Linked DNA regions of Mus musculus: region 2 is linked to region 1. The links are chromatin contacts, called in public promoter capture Hi-C maps. All regions are on one chromosome and are shown on one strand. The core of a region is the stretch at or near the end of the contact, and the rest is flanking DNA. Distances in the headings are between cores, read along the strand shown. Region 1 overlaps Pxdc1 (PX domain containing 1). Region 2 holds the start of Fam50b (family with sequence similarity 50, member B).

Evidence for each region. Promoter capture Hi-C pulls out the DNA fragments that hold promoters and counts their contacts.
Region 2: a contact with region 1 is called in a promoter capture Hi-C map of liver. The contact joins the promoter of Fam50b here to the enhancer-like site in region 1. A contact is called at or near these places in 20 of 39 promoter capture datasets (the 3T3-L1 cell line, the C10 cell line, HPC-7-derived erythroid cells and 10 more), 3 of 15 datasets of contacts at CTCF or cohesin (embryonic stem cells and pro-B cells), 76 of 484 Hi-C or Micro-C datasets (the 3T3-L1 cell line, 3T3-L1-derived adipocytes, the 4T1 cell line and 40 more), 9 of 115 datasets of contacts at active chromatin or transcription factors (VIP interneurons, bone marrow-derived macrophages, embryonic fibroblasts and 6 more) and 5 of 9 other capture datasets (adipose tissue, embryonic stem cells, liver and 2 more).

Annotation. Positions count from the first base shown.
Region 1 is chr13:34,625,400-34,631,634 of GRCm38.p6, forward strand. It overlaps Pxdc1 (PX domain containing 1), which reads right to left. Exons shown (of 5, transcript NM_025831.3): 4 at 4,952-5,063; 5 at 2,442-3,489. The coding sequence ends at 3,372. Among named protein-coding and RNA genes, the nearest start is that of Pxdc1, 24 kb to the right of the region's middle. Within about 2 kb of position 4,507, at least 6 of the 459 cell types and tissues checked have an H3K27ac peak or open chromatin away from gene starts, as enhancers often do. A contact at or near this core is called in hepatocytes and liver, where this site is marked.
Region 2 is chr13:34,730,690-34,736,880 of GRCm38.p6, forward strand. It overlaps Fam50b (family with sequence similarity 50, member B), which reads left to right and starts at 4,161. Exons shown (of 2, transcript NM_001382856.1): 1 at 4,161-4,219.

The DNA of each region.
Region 1 (6,235 bases), core at 3,257-5,756:
TCCAGTGATGGCCAACTAGGCCATCTTCTAATACATATGCAGCTAGAGACATGAGCTCTGGGGGGTACTGGGTAGTTCATATTGTTGTTCCACCTATAGGGTTGCAGATCCCTTTAGCTCCTTGATTACTTTCTCTAGCTCCTCCATTGGGGGCCGTGTGACCCATCCAATAGCTGACTGTGAGCATCCACTTCTGTGTTTGCTAGGCCCCGGCATAATCTCACAAGAGACAGCTATATCAGGGTCCTTTCAGCAAAATCTTGCTAGTGTATGCAATGGTGTCAGCATTTGGAGGCTGATTATGGGATGGATCCCCAGGTATGGCAGTCTCTAGATGGTCCATTCGTTCGTCTCAGCTCCAAACTTTGTCTCTGTAACTCCTTCCATGGGTGTTTTTTGAGTATGTGAATTCTGTGTGAAGTGATGAGAGGATACATCCTGTTTGTTGACGATCATATTTTGCATTTTTACTTTATATAAGCCTCATAGGAGAAAAAGGTTCTTTTCCAACTTAGTTGACCTAAATGATCTTACTGGCCAAAAGATCTTGAATCACACACTGCTTAGTAAATGCTTGTCCACGGTGAATGAAAACCCAGAAGAGCAGCTAGCACACAATTCGAGTAACAAAGGAGAAGGCTTAGGTCAGCATGGCCCCTTGGCTGCCAGTACAGTGGGAGGAACGTGGTCACCCACGAAGCAAAGGGAGAAGCAGGTCTCTGGAGGATGGTGATGACAGGAGTATGTATCTCACACTTGAACCTGCCCCTTGGTCATTCTCAGAACTGACCATCTAGAGACTGCAAATTAAATTTTACTTGGTCAAGTTTCTTGTCCTTGTTTTGGGCCCATATTCACAGTTGGGATTTTTTTCACCAAAGACGTCAGACTTTTTCTCTGTATTGATTGAGTAATAGTAGTATACTAGTCTAAACAGCAGCAGTGGCTTCCTGTGTGTGTTGACAAGCTCTGTACCCACCACATCTGTCATCCTATATCCCTGATGAGTGTCAGTTACCATGCCATCACACTGTAAGGAATATCCATCCATCTGCAATCCCAGAACTCAGGAGTATGAGGGAGAAGGACTTTGAACCCATGCCAGCCAGAACTTGACTCAAAAAAAAAAATCAATCAAAGAAATATTCACTTACATTTCAGACTTTCTTTTTCTAGGGTGGGGGTGATAAAGGAGAGTTGAGACAGTCTCATGAATCATGAGATGCCATTAAATTCCATACAGTTCCAAAAATGGCTTTGAATTGATTCTCTTACTTCTTTTAAACAAGAGTGGAGACTAAAAACCTACCATATGCTACCATGCTTAGCTTTATGTGTTGCTGGGGACTGTACCCAGGGCTTTGTACATGATAGGTTAAGTGTGTTAAGTATTGTACAAAGCAAGTGAGCTTCAACAGCCCCCCAACCCATCCCCTACCTTCTATGATTCTTTGCAATGTGGAAACCTAAAGAACTGGTCTTGAAATGCACAGTTTTCCACAGAAAGACAGAGAGTGGGCTATTTGGTAGGATAAACACCACAAAGATATTTGACCTGTATTTTAGAGGCCTCATTGTACATTTCTAAAAAAAAAAAAAAAAAAGACACTTCCTCAGGGAAACCCTGAAAGAGTCTGGGGAACTAAGCTCACTGTGTGACAGAGAACCAGCTTGAGCCAACAGTTTGAACAGAGAAGAAAAGGCCACTGGCCAAATGCTGGTTTGAGAAGCATGTCTATAGAATGTGATCAATGTGATCAATGGAAAAGACCCATCCAACTGAGCATCGACACATAGATTGGAATTAACTGAACACACTGGCTCCTTTGGTTGGTTTTGCTTTTGTTTTCATTTGTTTTTGAGACAGAGTCTCACTGTGTAGACTAGGCTGGTCTTTGGACTCAAAAGCCACCCCACCCCCACCCCAGTCTCTGCCTTTCTATTGCTGGGATTGAAGGCATGGGTGACCACAAAACATTGGCTTCAATGTTAACTGCTAAGGGAAACTACCTTTGCACTGATTTTAATTTGGTAAGACAACAAAGATTACTGGTGGACCCCAGTCAGTCCTTCAGGAGCATATATGAAAAGCAGGATGCATTAAGTTGGACACACAGCTGGAAGGCAAAATCCACGGAAATACTCTTTGTATTGTAACTCTATGTCACCAGAGACACTTCCTGTGACTGCCAAAGAGGACTCAGAGAAGGGGAAACCCCAGAGTCCAAATGAAAGAAACCCTATTATCTGGTTTGAATAGTTCGCCCCCTGGGGTGAGAACACATTTCCTAAATACTAGTGTGTCAGGAAGAGTGCTAAAGTCGGGTCTCAGGATGGAGGTGGGGTGGGGCTGGGGTTGAGAGTCATCATCTACCTTTCTCATCCCTAGGCAGGGGATAAAATGAACCACATATTTTTTTACACAAACATCCTCTCTAGATCAAAGTAGAACAATAGATTTTTATTTAATTAAAATAGATTAAAAACAGACTGTGTAAAAGAATTAGAATTCTCAATAATTTACTATTATTTACATTAGCAAGTGCTGGTCGTTAGTAGACACAGTGAGGACATGAGCTTGCAGGACCCAGACCTTCTGTGGTCTAAGCTGTAAGCATCCCTTCCTTCCTTCCCATCCCTTCCTTTCTGATCCATCCTGGCACTTGTGCCATTGAGGTCAGCAGGGGAAGGACTTCGAGCACCCTAGGCAGTGGTGACCGCATCACCGCCTGGCAGAAGAGCTGACAGGTGCTGGCAGTGAGGAGGACGCTCTCTTCCCTGGAAGAAAACTTTATATCAGGTTCATATGCACAGGACCATGAATGCTTTCCCCTCGCCGAAGCTAGCAATCTTCTCCAGGCTTGATGTTGTGTAAACGCTCCTTCCGGCTCATCCCAAACCCAGATTCCAGGGAGCAGATGTAAAGAAAAAAAAAAGAGCCACACATCCTTCTTAGGGAGGTCCTGAATCACTTAATATCCCCCGTCCACGAGGTCCAGAACTTGGTAACTTAGCAAAAATCCTCTTGAAATACTTTGTGTGTGCCTTTGACACACAAGAGAAAAGTGGGGAGTCAGGGCCATGTGACCAAGAGGAATGTTCCCTAAGTCGGCAGTGAGACAAGAAGAAGCATGGCCTGGCATCCCAGAAGAGGCGGGCTGGAGGGGCTGAGAGCAGGAAGAAGGCCCCTCGGTGCTGCCTATGGTCATCGGGATCCCGTGTGCCTCTGCTTTCTAAATACCCAGGCCTGCTGAACCTCAGGACCCTAGGAGGTCCAGGCTGAGCAGTAGCTTTGGCCCTTGGAGGAGCACAGTAGACAGCATGAGGACATGCAGTCGAGGTTGGAGGCAGAGAAGGCCCGATGGAGAGGCTCAGTCCAAAATGTCCGTCTCAAACGGAACCAAATGGTAATAGGACAAGTTGGTGACATAAGCCTCTGGGTCGTCACCATCTTCCAGCTCTGAGGTGAACTCACCACCATTCTCAAACCTGAAAGAGACGACAGAGGTGAAGGCCACTGTATGGGACCCTAGCGAGAAGAAAGAGAGGACAAGAGGCAGCCAGGGCAGTGCCAAGATACTGAGGGCTCCAGGTTCTATGGAAGGGGACAAGGGACATTAAGGAGATAAGGTCCTTTCCAGGCTCGCAGCAGACACGTGGGAAGAACCATGAACACACAAACTAGTTTAAATGGGTGGTACCGCCCAGGCAGCGCTTTTGAGCTTTGCTGACTTGGCGATTACTTTCTGCATCTGTAAGGTAGTGGGGCCTTTATGCTTTCTTTATTCACAGTGATATTCTGGCTCCCGTTCTGTGTCAGCTCAAAGATTAACAGTGGACAGGCGGGTATAGGTGATGTGGTCCCAGGAGCTTGCAAGGAGCCAGGGAGGGACACTACAGGAGGCTCCCTATGGTCATGGAGGCAGGCTCTACCTCCCTATGGTCCTGGAGGCAGGCTCTACCTAGTGGCCAAGCCTAGTTTGACCCAGGATGACTTGGGCTCTGAAGGATGAAAGTTGTGGTTTCTTGGGGACCTCTGGCTGGCAGGGATAGCACGCTGGTGCACACTGAATGAGTGTTAAGGGAAGGAAAGCCCTTCGGCTTTGTGTGAGATGGAGCTGGCCAGAGACTGTCATGGTAGAGGAGTCAGATGGAGACCTTTTCACATCACCAGCTGCTACAGGGCCTAGGTCTGCTTGCCTCCACAACATACCCAGGGACCCCGTTCTGTCCCCAGGAACACCTAGCAACAAAGCCAGACCTCCCAACTGGCAGGCACTCTCCAGCACAGTCTAGCCAGAAGTTCCATTGCAGAGGAGGGTAGAATGCAGGCCACAATGAGTGGCCTTTGGCTGTCCAGCCATCAGTAGTCAAAGCTCCTGAGTCATCACAGACTAGGGTTCTAACTGGTCACCCATCAACTTGTGAGACAAACATATGTGTCCCAGTCCCGGTCCAGGAAGTCTAGAAGCATCTGGATTCTGGATCCTGGACCAGAGTACAGTGTTTTACACCTCAGAGCCAACACAAACTATCTCCTGGAGTTTTGCAACTTCTGAATGCCCCTCACATCTAGTGATTGGGTGACTCTTCCTCCCCTAGATCAATTAACCAAACTCTCGCCAGACGATGGCATGAACATTTAAAACACCCAAACTGGCAGGGCCTGCTGCTGTTCTCAACCTGTGGCTCACGACCCCTTTGGAGGTCAAATGATTCTTTCATAGGGGTCGCATATCAGATATCCTACATAATAGTAGCAAAATTGTAGTTATGAATTAGCAATGAAAATAATATTCTGGTTGGAGTCACGAGGAGCTGTATTAAACATGAAGAACTGTATTGAAGGGTTGCAGAACTGACAAGCTTGGGAACCACTGCTGTAGAGCATTGCACATACCACCAGCTTTCGACCCCTTGTAGGAAAACGCATTAGAGGACGTGCACTCACAAATGCTCTGTGGAATCCGCATCCAGGAGCTGGTCCTTCCCGTTGGGTATGCTGTGGTCAATGACTATGGTCTCTGTGTTTGCCAAACAAAATCCATTGGACCTCATGATTTCTGAAAACCAAAGCCATGAGGTAAGTACTCAGGAGAGGTCAGTGTTTGAGGTTAAAGTTTCAGGATTTATCATCGATCGACAGCTCTCAGCCTGGGTAAGCGATGTTTCCCTGTGCGGTGCACAGTTACCAATGCAAACTCATAACTGATCAGAGTGCTGAGGAGTAGTGACTGCTACAGGCTCAGGTCTACACAGGACATCTACAATCACCCCCTCTGAGGTTCAGGGGACATTGTGGAAGAAGGGGCAGAAAGAATGTAAGAGGTGGAGGGTGGGGAGGAGGACTGTGAATTGCCGTCTTCTGGACTTGACATAGCGGCTGTACCCAAGAGCTCACAGCAACACTGTCTTCTGCACAAGACTGGGCCCAGTGACAGTCTGTCGTGGACAGAAGATGGGCTTATAAGGTCCCACCTTTTCCTGGGGAGCTATGGGGGCCATGAAAGGGCAAGTAACATTTCTCGACAGTGTAGACACAGTCAAGTTGCCCTTGTTCAATAAATAACCTCCTACCCATGGTCACAATAGCAATTCTAAATATAGTGCATCATTAAAAAAATAAAATTAAAAGGCATGAGAATAGGAGGGTGAACTTGTAAAGAAAGGGTGTGTGTGTGTATGTGTATGAAATTATAAAATAAAATTTTAGAGCTGAAGTTTATATCAGTCTCCCCCTCCCCCATCACCCACTGTCTCCAGCTCTCTCTCCCGATACCCAGAGAATCCTTCTAGTGTTCAGACAGGAAGATGGAGATGCTGACACCAGTACCACAGGAGCAGTGTATCTCTCCCTGAAACAAGATCCTCTGGTATCTGAGCACCTCCACGTGTGCCCTGCCTGTGGGTTTACAGTGGAGGCTGGAGGGAAGTAGATGGAGGACTGGGCACAAGTCTGAGGCAGGCTCTATCCACCATTGTGACATGTGACATCACACCGTTTCCCTGCCCTTTCTGAGCTCTACCCTGTGGCTGAGACAGGGCTGACAGAATCTGCATCCTGGGTGGTGCTAAGAATTGCATTGGATGAGATCAGATTGTGTTTTAAATGAGTGGCTCACTGACTTTGTATCATGAAACTGTATATATATTTCTATTTTCCCCCAGTAAGCACCGATGTGGGTACTTTAGAAAAATCAACAAACAAAAGCAGCTTCCTTTGTCTACACTGGCG
Region 2 (6,191 bases), core at 2,911-5,410, 100 kb after region 1:
CTATGAACACAAAGGTTTAGAAGGAAATTTGACAGGCACATTGTGTAGTGTGTGTGTGTGTGTGTTTGTGTGTGTGTGTGTGTGTGTGTGTGTTTAACAATAGGAATAGCTTCCCTGCTACAGTGTGTGGCCTCCCTACTCACAGTATTTTATACAGACTTTCAATAACAGATATCAATTCCATGCTGTGTCATAGCCCTTAAGCCAAATTAGGAAATAGTTGGTTGCACCCATAACAGTCGTGACACTACTAAACCATTGGACATCTTTTTTTTTTTTTTTTTTTGGCATACTGATAGTATAGCAGTCTGGGTCTGCAGCCCAGTAGGACTATGGGTAACAATTTTCCCCCAGCAGCCTGTAGAATGTGTTCTGTCACTACAAAAGCTAGCCAGCAAGAAGGAAGCTTCCAATTGTACCCACGCTTTATTTCTGTGTCTTGTGATCAAAATACAAGGTATCTTTACCAGTGGGATCTTATCTAGTTCTAGTAGGTAGCTAACATAAGTAGCAATAGTCTGTATTGTTTGGGGAGAGCCTTGAGGGATGCCTGGCTAAGGACATTATAGGTAGGGAGGTAGCCTACCCATAATAATGGAGTTTTTAATTAAATAGCTTTATGGTTTCTGGGGGTATCTTTTCCTATTTTTTATGTATATGCGTACACTTTAGCTGTTTTCAGACACACCAGAAGAGAGCATCAGATCCCATTACAGGTGGTTTTGAGTCACCATGGGGTTGCTGGGAATTGAACTCAGGACGTCTAGAAGAGCAGTCAATGCTCTTAACTGCTGAGTTGTCTCTCCAGCCCCTCCTTTCCTATTCTCACAGGGTATCTTTTGTTCAAATTCTATCCAGCCTCTACAGGTAGATGGAAGTACGCTGGAACTGATGGCCCTCATCTTGGCCTTGTCGTGTATTTCTTTCCACATCTCATGTCCCCACTGTGGTCAATCCATTACCTGTTAGTTTTCTTTTATTCTTTTGAGCCGTCCACAAAGTTAGATCTCTGAGTACAGCCCATTTGCCAGCACAGATTGTCACAGGCCAAGACTCGTGGCTTACTACTGTTGTCAGAGGCCAAAAGTCACAACTTAACCACTGTCTGTACGGCTCTCAGCTCAGCCCTCTAGCTTCTCGTTCTTTCTTCCCTCTCTTGTCACATGGTGTCTGTGCTCATTTACACTATAAGAGCTATGCCTGTGTCTGGTGTTCTTACTCCTGGTACTGCTAGGCATTTAAAGGTCTGGGCATAGTATTCCTTCTAGTACCTTGTCTTGTATGGCTGTTAGTTCAGTTAGTGGGGGAAACTCAGTGATGTGAAACCATGCAACTAGTGGACATTTGGGCCTGCACCATCATGCTGCAAATATGCATAGCATGACACTTGTGCAGAGTTCAGTTCTGTGTCACCTTTCAAAAGAGGCTTGGCCGGAACACCATCAATCCGACCCTTAATTGGATAAACTGATTTTACTGTTGCTGTATGGAACCAGGCATGGAGTCTACCTGTTGCCCTCTATGTGGCTCTAGCATTGCTGTGCTAATACCCTTTTCATCAGGGCATCTTGAGACTATCTCCTCGGGTTGTTTCCTCTTAGAACCCTCAGATTATAGTTGCCTGGGTTTTTACCAGCTTCCAACACAAGAGAGCACTGGGTTATCTGGACACAGAGCAGATTAACCTATCAGAGAAGGATGGCAGCTTACTCAAAGCTGCTTGAACTTTTCTGTCCCAATCTTACAGGGAGCCTCTTTTTTAAAATCAAATTATACAAACTAGCAACTTGAGCAAAGAGGGATCTGGAAAGGACACTCATACCTTGGGAACACCCAAAGCAGCAGCACCTGTATTAATCTCACAGGCACAGGACGGTGTAAGATTGTCGTCACAAACTTACTGGAATGGATGTTAACACTCACTCCTCAGTATGCCATTGCTGTCCAGACCCTGCCCCCTGTGTGAGCTGATTTTCTATGTTGCTTCTTCAGGTTTGCTTACATGTTTTTCAGATCTTTTTCTAAATGTAAAGTCAGAGGTTACCACAATATAAATGAAAGCTTTTGCAGTGTGTGTGTGCCGGGGGGAGGGGGGAGGGGTGTCACAGAACTACAAAAGCCCCACCCTGAGGTCCCTGCTCAATTAATTACCATCTCAAGTCTCTGGAGAAGACAGTCCTGCCTGGCTCAGTGGACTGTGCATCACACACTGCCTCACTCATGCTCAGCCTCCTCACCATCATTTCAAACTCACTTCCTCCCCTCTCACTGCCTGGTTCTTCATATGTGGTCCAAGCTTTTTGGATCAAAGCAGGAACCGTTTAGTGCAGATCTAACTTGTACCCTCTTTCCCTCGTGCCTTCCCCAAGCAATAAGAAATGGCAAGCCTATCCTCATCTCTTCTCACTACCTTTTCTAAGTCAGTTTGACACCGCCCACCCACCCCCTTTCCTCCATATTACCTGACAATTTGGAGGCTAAGGTGAAAGTTGGCATCAGCATTTTATTTTCAAACTATCATTCTTTCTAATCTGGGTAAGCTCTCTCTGAGCAGACAGCTGAGCCTGCCTCAATTGTCTTATTACCTCCCGCGGGAGCAGTGAAATTTCTGCCTGTCTTCCATATAATCCTGTTCGGTACACACAGCGCTTTCAGGGACTTCAGTATATTCTCTGGTCCATCAGCCATTCTAAGGCAGTCCCTATATATACTCCCTTGATGGGCCACATTCATTAGGGAAATATATCAGCCCATAAGACAGTGCTACCAGGATCGATCCCATGGATTTCCCTTACTTTCCCCTAAGGCAACTTGCTCAGTCTGAGTATCATGTCTTATCAACCAATAGCAGAACGGGGCCCGTGCTGCTACAGCAAAGAGGCATACTGCTCCATACCACATGGAGAAGAACCTATACTACACAAATGCCCCACTCTTAGATAGCTTAGTTTTAGTCTCATCACCCAGAAGGAAAATACAACGGCTTTTCCCAAAATTATCCCTTACCAGATGGATGCCTAACAACCATCAGAAGCTCGATCAAATGGAGGCAAACATGCTCATGTCTGGCTATTATGATTGCAGCGCAGGACATAGCTGCTGGGCTGGACATTTTACAGTGGGCATCAGACTGAAAAGAGAAATAGCCCAGGAAAGAACATGGCAATTAGTAAGCCTTCCTGTGAATATAACCAGCTCACCAAGCAGACTCAGGGGACAGAGACTAAGAGATTCGAGGGCAAGACCCCTCAGTAGGAGTGTCAAGATTAAAATGTTGTTAGTCATTGTGGTATTGGGTGGCTTCCAGGAATGTATCCAACAGCTATTTAAAGAGCACTTTAAAGAATTGAGTCATGGTGTAGCATATCCACTGCTAATGGAGGCTGAGGCAGGAAGATTGGAAGTTAGAGGCTAGCCTGGGCTGCATAGGAAGACTCTGTCTCAAAAACAAAAACAAAAACACAGCAAACAAACAAAGAAGAACATTTCATAGAAATTTGAAATCCCTTGAAATTGAGTAGCTCACACATGAAAGAAATTACTAGGTTTCTTGCCCCAGTTAGAGGGCTTTTGTAGAGTTTCCCCATATTCAATAGTTTTAAGACAACACCACACTGAAGTTGTGAGCTCTGAAATATTTTCTCTTTTTTTTTCTATTTATTTATTTATTGAGGAATAAAGTTCTATCATTTTATATCCTTATAAAATTTTGAAATTAAAAAGCTTTTCTAAAACCTGAAAGTTATTCTGATCAACCATACTATACCACATGCAAAATGGAGTCAGAGCTTTCTGTCTCCTCTGTAGCTAAGATCACTAATGAGTTATTGTATGAAAAGGCAATAAAATCATGCTGTCTGGAGAGTGCCAATACTTTCAGACTAGTGTATCACGTAAACTCTTTAGTAACAACCTACACACAAAAATTTAATCTGTAATAATCAAAGGCCCAAGTGAGCAACGACAGTCCAGGAAAACTTCATGGGAGGATTGCATTTCAGTTGTCAGGAGATCAGACGCTGGCAGCAGGACTGCATCCATCAGTCAGTCCAAGTCGGCAGTTATACATGACCACCACCTGATTGGCCCAATCTCTGTCCTGATTGGTTAGAGCCTGCCCTAGCAGTTGGCCAATGTTTTGCATATTTTCTGTGTCAGTTAGAACAAACAATATTCGCAAAAGCACCAGAAGGAAGAGTCTTGGCTCATACATCAAAAGGTGAGGGGACTGGCTTGAATCCAGCTGGGGCAGATGTGGGAGGTACAGCTCTTTAAACTCGAGTAAAACCAATTGTGAAGGGAGTTGAATGTTAGAGGAAAGGAATTTGTCCATTATCCTGCAAGCAGGGGAGACTAATGAGCCCTATCGGTGACATAATATCAACATTTTTATTGTAATTTAGGAATCACAAACTAGCAGGAAGGAGGAAGATGCCTTAAAGGGCTATGACATATGCACTAGGAAAATAGAAATTGGGGCTTGTTCTCTCTATTGGTTGCTTTTCACTGCTGTGTCAAAAGCAACCTAAGGAGGAGGAAAGGGTTTATTTTGATTGACTGTTTGACTCACATTTAATCCTGACAGCAAGTTGGCAGAAGCACGGAGTCATGTTGTTTCTGTAGTCAGAAAGCCGAGCAAGATAAGGACTGCGTTCATCTGCCTTTCCCTATTTCTCCTTTCTACTAGGTCTGAGACTCACGCCCATGGGCATGGTAAGGCCATGTTCAAGATGGTTTGTCTTTCCTCAGTTAAATCTTTCTGAAAATACTCCCACCAGACAACATGCCAAGAGCTGTGTATCCTAAGGTTCCAAATCCTGTTAGTTGACAAGATTAACCATTACATGAGTCTCACCTCCTTAACTCAGGTCTGATACTGTTAGCTTATAGTACTGAAAGCATACTGAAGGCTTCTTGTCTCTGCTAGATTGCTCTGAACTCCTCTTTTCTGCCACTGCAGCAGTAGGTGGTTATAGCCAAGTGTCTTCATGCTGGGTACCTGAGGATGTCTGTTCTCTCTCTCTCCCCCCCCCCTCTCTCTCTCTCTCCCTCCCTCCCTCCCTCCCCCTCTCTCTCTCCCTCTTTCCTCTCTCTCTCTCCCTCTCTCCCTCCCTCTCTCTCTCTCTCCCTCTCTCTCTCCCTCTCCCCCCCCTCTCTCTGACTACTCCAATGCAGAGGCAGTAAACTTGACATATAGAACTGTTGATACCCAGAGTGACTATCAGCCACAGAGACTAGGAAGGAGGACTTAGATAAATGCTTTCTTCATCCCATGGTGCTGGAATTTATTTCAGAGGGCTCCCCAGAGTTCCTATAGTATCTAGCATTTCTGTCCTCTAGACTTGGAGTGGAATGTGTTGGTCCCAGATTGACACTTCTAGATTGCAGTAGAATGTTGAAGTTGTGGGACCTAATGGGGACTGTGAGACACTGGTGCCCTTCTCTTTCTCTCTGCTTCCTGGCTGTCCTGTCATAGCTTCCTCTGCTATGCACTCCTGCTATGACATACTGCTTCACTACAGCCTCCAAACAGTGAGGTCAATTGACCATAAGGTGAAGCTCTCAGAAATATGAGTCAAAGTAACCTCACTCCCCACATAAGCTCTCATCTCAGGCATGTTGTTACAGTATCGGAAAGCTGACTGACTGAAATACAGTCTATTGACACTACGATGTCATTGTCTCTTTATAAGGTAATGCTTTTGTGATCTTATCTTCAGAGAAAACAAAAGGTTCCAATTCCATCTTCCCTGTATTATGAGTGATCAAAATGCTTTTCTTTCATGTATGCTATGATTTTGATTCCACCTGCCCAGCTCAAGGGCAGACCCTGATTGACTTACCTGAAAGGACAATTTACCATTTTTAACCGCAACCTGTCCACAATTAGTGGGCAAAGCAAGGAGAAACCAATCAGGAAATCTGGGGCCAAAAGCTTAAGGAACCAGAGAAGACAGCATCTAGCCTCTAGAAACAGCTCTACTCATCTTATGGCTCATGAACGCAAGCTGAAGGTGAAACAGAAAGGAGGGAGATTGCTGAACTTCTAAATCAAGCTCCTGTATAGTTCGCATGACCTCACATAGCTTCTGATAAGTGCATTATTAGTCATTTATTTAGTTTTGAAGCCAATTTGAGGCAGGCTCTTCCTGACTGTAGAAAGGTTCTCAACTGCTAGAGTGCAAATAGAC